Linked DNA regions of Xenopus laevis: region 2 is linked to region 1. The links are chromatin contacts, called in public Hi-C maps. All regions are on one chromosome and are shown on one strand. Each heading gives the region's core, a stretch centred on a gene start, on an enhancer-like site or on the middle of the called end of the contact. The rest is flanking DNA. Distances are from core to core; before and after follow the strand shown. Region 1 holds the start of cfap251.L (cilia- and flagella-associated protein 251). Region 2 overlaps setd1b.L (histone-lysine N-methyltransferase SETD1B).

Region 1 (3,237 bases), core at 552-3,051:
ATTAAGTTTCTTTTTGTAAGTTCAACTTGCATATCTCTATTGTATTGTATTATGAACTTCCATGGATTGAAAGAAAAGTGCAATGGGTCTTGCCATAAATACAGCGCTGATTCTGGGGCTGCTGCCGCCCCCTTCCTCTCCCGCTCTGCGCTTAAAAATTAGCGTCTAAGGGGGCAGTATCGCTAGTGCAGTAAGCGCAATGACGCTCTCTGCACTAGCAGAGCTGAATTTCCGGGTTAAACCCCGGAAGATCGGCTCTTAAAGTTACAAGAGGCGGCTTTTTGCTGCCCTTTGTAACTGGCTGCTCGCTGCCATATGAGGCAAGGGTCTCACCTTGCCTCATGGCAGAAGCGGCCCTGCATAAATAGACTAAAAACTTTTGTATTGGAAAGGAAGCATGATATCTAGGCAGCTTTTAAGTAGGAAACTCCTCCTACCCAATTTCTTGGCTTTTTTGGCTAAGATCAAGTGTTGTATCCATTGTCTTGTTTCCAGGTCTGGATTGAGAATCAAAATAGGCCCTGACTTTTCAAGAAAACAGAGGCCCAAACACCAGCCCAATAAATAGTGACTGTCTATGGCATCTTACAGCAACCCCTCTGGAATTTCCCAGAACCCACAGAACCCACAGTCCGGGCCTACTTGTTTTTATATAAAATAAAGTATATTTTTTTCAATTTAAAAAAAATCTGTTAAGGGAGGGACCTGATCTTCCCCTCTTTACGGAGCAGAGAGGCCCTTGGTCTGGCCAAAAGGCCTTTAGCTATAGAGCCGCAGTATTTAGCCCTAAGGTATGCTCCCCTTGGGCAGGTCCGGACTGGGAGTCAAAATAGGCCCTGGCATTCCAAGTACACAGAGGCCCAAATAGTCCTCCACCACCCCACTGAATAGTGATTGTGTATGAGACCTTACAGTAGCCCCTCTGGCATTTGCCAGAACCCACAGATTGCCAGTCCGGGCCTGCCCTTGGGTGCCTGATAATCATCATTATGCCTGATCACTATGACACTGCCACTAGTACTTTACACCAACACTTTTATCTGCAAATGTTTTTTTGTACTTTATCTAAGAATTCAGTGCAATATGGCTCCTTGAGTCTTTATAAGAATCTAGGGAGAGATGTGTGGCCATTACGCTCCTTCTCCAGGGCACTACCAGAGAGCATTTCATTTTAAGGCTTCTTCAGAGGTCACATGTTACCCTTTCCCCTTATAGGCTTTTGCTGGAGGAGATAAGGCAAAATGCTCCCCCTAGCCTTGCGGCTAAGGACTTATGAAGACAGTTGCCTCCTGTGGGGATTTCAGCTGGGGAGGTCGGGGATAAAGGGACTCATCCAAGTTTTCTGACGAAGGTGAGCCAAAGACTCACTCCTAGGTGAATCTATTTTGTGCCCATATGCACTTTGTGTGTGAATTTGCAGTGGGTGATTGAAGAAATGCTTTGAGCTTTAATAAAAACAAATCTTCACTTATCCAGTTCCTGGACTGGCCTTACTGGATCAGGCTAGTGGAGTGGACAGATTGTGTGGCCTTCTGTAAGGCTTGTATAGCCTGCTGGTAAAATCCTAATAGCAATGTTATCAGGAGGGAGAAGTATAACAAGAGATCAGTATTTACCCCCCTGAGGGCAATACGAAATGAAACCAGAAGAAACGCTATTGCGTATTAAACTTTCTCTGTGAATTCCCCCAATCATTACAACCCATACAGCATTGTATAAGATCACTGGCTGCAGACACCTCCAAACCAGGACTAAAATGAGCGTAAAGCACGCTAGCTCTAAGTGGTGATTTACGACGAAGGCGAGTGTAGGTTTCCGTCCCCATGAGAACGTCGTGTAGTTTACATTCGGTCGCTAAGCAACACAAGCGCGAGTCCATGGTGCGGAGGAGCATTAACATCTCAGGTGAGCGTGCAGTGCAGCAAAATATGCATTTAGTGCGCCCCTAAAATCACATCTTAATTTACGTTTTTAAAATGTGCACCGTGCTGGAATAAACCACCACCAACCCGACTTCGGGGGTGCAGTGACCGCAGAGCATCTAGAAGAAGAAACGTTTTCCCTTAAATGTTGATGAGTGTGAGTAGGTTGGTTAGTTAGGACAGGAAAACATTTGGGGGAATACCTGTTTCATCCGTAAATACAAGCCTGGAGTGGGATTTGTAGGGAAAAGTTATTTTCTACCCTTAAAAAGAAGTTTCACATTCTTTAAAACAGTGTTTTGTTAATATTTCTGCACATTCCTATCGAGAAAGTAGGTTTGTGCTAGGGCTAGTCTGTGGTAACCAGTTTGTAATTATTCCTTACTGTAGAATGTGGGCAAATAAACTCTCTCCTGTATTGAACATGCAGAATGGTTTGGTCATTTTAGAAGTTTTTTCTCTGTTTCAAGAATGTCTATGTGAACAAAGTAGTTATTTCCCCTAAATATTACACAAACAGGTTTTCAGACAAGGCCCTAGGATTGCCACCTTTTCTGTAAAAAAAAATAACATACTATTTCTGTAAAAAAAAAAAATATCACATACTATAGTCCTGTATTTTCCTCTTTCTTCCCTATTAATAACATTAACACCAACTAGCATCATGCATACTGGTAGGGTTGCCACCTGGCTGGTATTTTACCGGCCTGGCCAGTAAAAATAATGCTTGAGCCCAATGTTATTAATAGGAAAAAAGGATAAATATATGGGAAGGTCAGTATTTTTTTCCAGAGAAGGTGGCAACCCAATTTACTGGCAAGGCTGCTAAAATACTGGCCAGGTGGCAATTATTCTGGACTACTTTGGGACGCACTTTGGGAACCACTGCTCTAGACCGACTGATAAAAATAAGAAGTAAAATGTTTTTTGCAGATAAACAGTATGGATCCACACTTGGGAATCACTGCCAATGAGGGTCTCAGTCAAGCAGGAACAGAAGAAACACAGGAATTGGAAACTGGAAGTATCAGCAATAATGAAGAAATGTCCCAGCAAGTTGTGGGCCCAGAGGTATGGTTACTGTGAAGCAATGGATTTAGCTAGACAGTTATATGTCAGAGAGCACATATAGATGTTACAAAAAGAAGCTTATTATTCTGCATCATAAGAAGATATTTGCTAGAATATAAAGTTAAGCATTCATTGAGATCACAACCCTTTTTTAAATGGGACAAAAAAGTTCAAATTGCATGCACGTCACTGACTTTGTGCACATTGCTCTCACAATACTGAACTGAATCAGTCCAGCTTAGTT
Region 2 (3,237 bases), core at 481-2,980, 61 kb before region 1:
ACACATTTGTTTTTCTTTTTTTTTTCTCTTCAGAAGCAGCTGTATGGGGCAAAAGAGGATGAGGATGATGATGATGCACAAAGCAGTGGGAAAGAAGAGGATGTTGTTTCAGAGGAAGGTAGTTTTGTTGGATATTTTACTCGGTATATTGCCAGATTATTCAGGAGCATTGGCAAATATTCGTGTATACAGACATAGCCTCATTTTTAATTGTGAAACATGGTGTCTGCTGCAACCGTTGGAATCTACTTAGAACATACATATATAGGAATTCTAGAATGCCAGTAGCTGGTAAAATTAAGTATTTGATGAAACTGAATAAATAAATGTGGGCAGTATTTTATATGTTTAGAGGAAAAGTTCCTTCTTTGTGTATACTTTAAAAAGGTAAACATTAAAAAGAATGTACTATATATTTGTACATGTAAGTTATGAACCTCCATGTTTGGTTTGTACATGTTGTTATAATAATTTATGTTCTGTAGATGACACCACCAGTGTAGCTTCTTCCAGAGCTGAGATGGATTCTTCTGATGTAAGTGAGGAATCTTCAGAGTATGAGTCAAGCTCAGATTCAGATGACGAAATAGAGGGGGATGACGACGAAGAAGAAGAACTAATCTTCGAGGAGGATCAATCTGAGGAACTAGATTTTGGTCAGGAAGATGATATTGAGACTGAAAGGGAAGTAGACGTCTTCAGGGAGGACGTGTCTGAAGGTAGCAGTTCAGCAAAGGCAGAAACAGATTTAGAAGATGATGAATTGCAAAAAATAGAGCTAGATATTGCACAACCGGCACAAGAGACATCACATCTGAGAAAGAAAGACCTAGATGTACCACTGGTTGAGTCTAAAGAACACAAACCGGATACCTTAGAGGCGGAGAAGCTCTCTGCAGTACCCAAGCAAGAGGATGTTTTTAAGGAACATGAAAAAGCACCATCACCAATGAATGAAGGTAGTGTTGCCATCTTATATTTCCTTAAAGGAACAGTAACACCAAAAAATGTAAGTGTTTTAAAGTAATGAAAATATCATGTAGTGTTGCCCTGTGCTGGTAAAACTGATCTGTTTGCTTCAGAAACTCTACTATAGATCATATAAACAAGCTGCTGTGTAGCAATGGCGGAAATTGAAAAACGGCTATATGGCACAGGTAACTAATGGATAATAGATAACACCATTAGACAGACAGAGCTTATCTGCTATCTGCTGTGTAACTTGAGCTTTTTCTCCTTTGAATGGCTGCCCCCATTGCTACACAGCAGCTTATTTATATAAACAATAGTAGTGTTTCTGAAGCAAACACACCAGTTTTACCAGTGCAGGGCAACACTTCATTATATTTTCATTACTTTAAAACACTTTTATTTTTTGACGTTACTGTTCCTTTAAAGGATTCTGTCATAATTTTTATGATGTATTATTTATTTCTAAATTACAATGTTTACGCTGCAAATTATTCACTCTACAATATAAAATGTCATCCCTGAACCAGCAAGTGTATTTTTTTAGTTGTCATATTGGTGTGTAGGCAGCCATGTGAGGTAATTTTGCCTGTTCATGTGCTTTCAGAAAGAGCCAGCACTTTTAGGATGGAACTGCTTTCTGGCAGGCTGTTTCTCCTACTCAATGTAACTGAATGTGTCGCAGTGGAACCTGGGTTTTACTACTGAGTTCTGTTCCTAGATCTACCAGGCAGCTGTTATTTTGTGTGAGCTGCTATCTGGTTACCTTGCCATTGTTATGTTGTTAGGGCGCTGGGGGGGGGTATCACTCCAACTTGCAGTACAGCAGCAAAGAGTGACTGAAGTTTATTAGAGCACAAGTCACATGACTGGGGGCAGGTAGGAAACTGACAATATGTCTAGACCCATGTCAGATTTCAAAATTAAATATAAAGAGAAACCGATTTCAATGCAGAAGTCTGCTGGAGCAGCACTGTTAACTGATGCATTCTGAGAAAAAAAACCCCATGAGATTATCCGTTTAAGGACTTTAATGCACCTTTACTTATGCATACCAGGTTTATATTACATTAAATTTCCCTTGTTGAATTGTGTCTAAGTTGTTTGTAAATACCTATATTACAATTTGTCTTTCACAAATAACTAGACTGTTAATTTATTTCTCCATTTTTCCCCTCCACTTTCTGCAGAGGAAGAGTATATAGAGCTTCATTTAGAACCTGTGCCTTTGGGTTCAGAAAATGCACCTGCAGCTGTACAAGAGTCTATGACCATCCGTCCCTTAACACCAACTGGCGCTTTTGGTGAATCTGGTCCTGTTCTCAAGCTTGAAGAACCCAGGCTGCAACTTAATTTGACTCGGATTGTTGCAGAAGATGAAGAACTGTACCCTCGCACACCTGGCCGGGACACAGCTGCTCATTCAGATACAGAGGTCACGTTTCAGCCTGGTTTGAAAGTGCCCCCATCCAGCCTTCCTCTTTTGCAAAGCCACAGTAAGGAAGATGAGTGTTCGCTTCCCCCTGAAAAGCATACTGGTCACTTAAAGGTGACTAAGACATTGTCAGAGGAAGAACTGCCCCGTACACCAGGCAGAGATATCGTGGTTAAGACCTCCCACCTTGGGAAGTCTCAGAGTACAGAGACCATTCCTGCAACACCAGGTAGTGATGCTCCACTCACAGGTAACAGTCTTATGCTGGCTTCCCCGCACATACCTGGTAGTCCCTTTTCTTATCTCTCCCAGTCACCAGGAATAATTAACAGTGGTATTCCAAGGACACCTGGAAGAGATTTTAACTTCACCCCAACCTTCCCAGAATCAAATACAATATTCACCTGCCACCCTTCTGGCAAAACACCCTCTGTAGATGAGCCAGATAAAAAGTCATTTAAAGAACCAACCAGTGCTTCCTTAACTATGAACAGTGTTCCTTCACCCATCTCATTTGCTAGCCCGCCTAGAGGGGTACCACACATGGACATAAGGTTAGAGACAGATGATCTGGAATCATCTGATGCTCCAGCATACTTTTCTAATAAATTATTAAGTGAGGAGAGCGAATGTGAGTTTACTAAAGAACAGCTGCCTTCCACTGATGAATCTGCACCTTCACCACCTCTCCCTCCTACAGAGAAGAGGAAAGAAGACAGATCCAAAAAACCTCTTTCTGCTCATGAATTTGAGTCTTGTGTTGGGAAAAACTATGAAACTTCTGCTGTTGCCTTGTCAGAAGGTGGTTTGGGTAAACAGTTGTTTATAGGACA

What was found. A called contact is a pair of places that touch in the nucleus more often than the background predicts.
Region 2: a Hi-C map of the XL177 cell line shows a contact between it and region 1, with 3 times the contacts expected there. The contact joins the enhancer-like site here to the promoter of cfap251.L in region 1. A contact is called at or near these places in 2 of 4 Hi-C or Micro-C datasets (the XL177 cell line and the XTC cell line).

Annotation. Positions count from the first base shown.
Region 1 is chr1L:175,911,057-175,914,293 of Xenopus_laevis_v10.1, reverse strand. cfap251.L (cilia- and flagella-associated protein 251) reads left to right here and starts at 1,801. Exons shown (of 22, transcript XM_018263214.2): 1 at 1,801-1,905; 2 at 2,856-2,993. The coding sequence starts at 2,865.
Region 2 is chr1L:175,971,869-175,975,105 of Xenopus_laevis_v10.1, reverse strand. It overlaps setd1b.L (histone-lysine N-methyltransferase SETD1B), which reads left to right. Exons shown (of 18, transcript XM_018263237.2): 11 at 34-118; 12 at 486-959; 13 at 2,160-3,237. Among protein-coding and RNA genes, the nearest start is that of setd1b.L, 17 kb to the left of the region's middle. Within about 2 kb of position 1,730, at least 1 of the 7 cell types and tissues checked has an H3K27ac peak or open chromatin away from gene starts, as enhancers often do.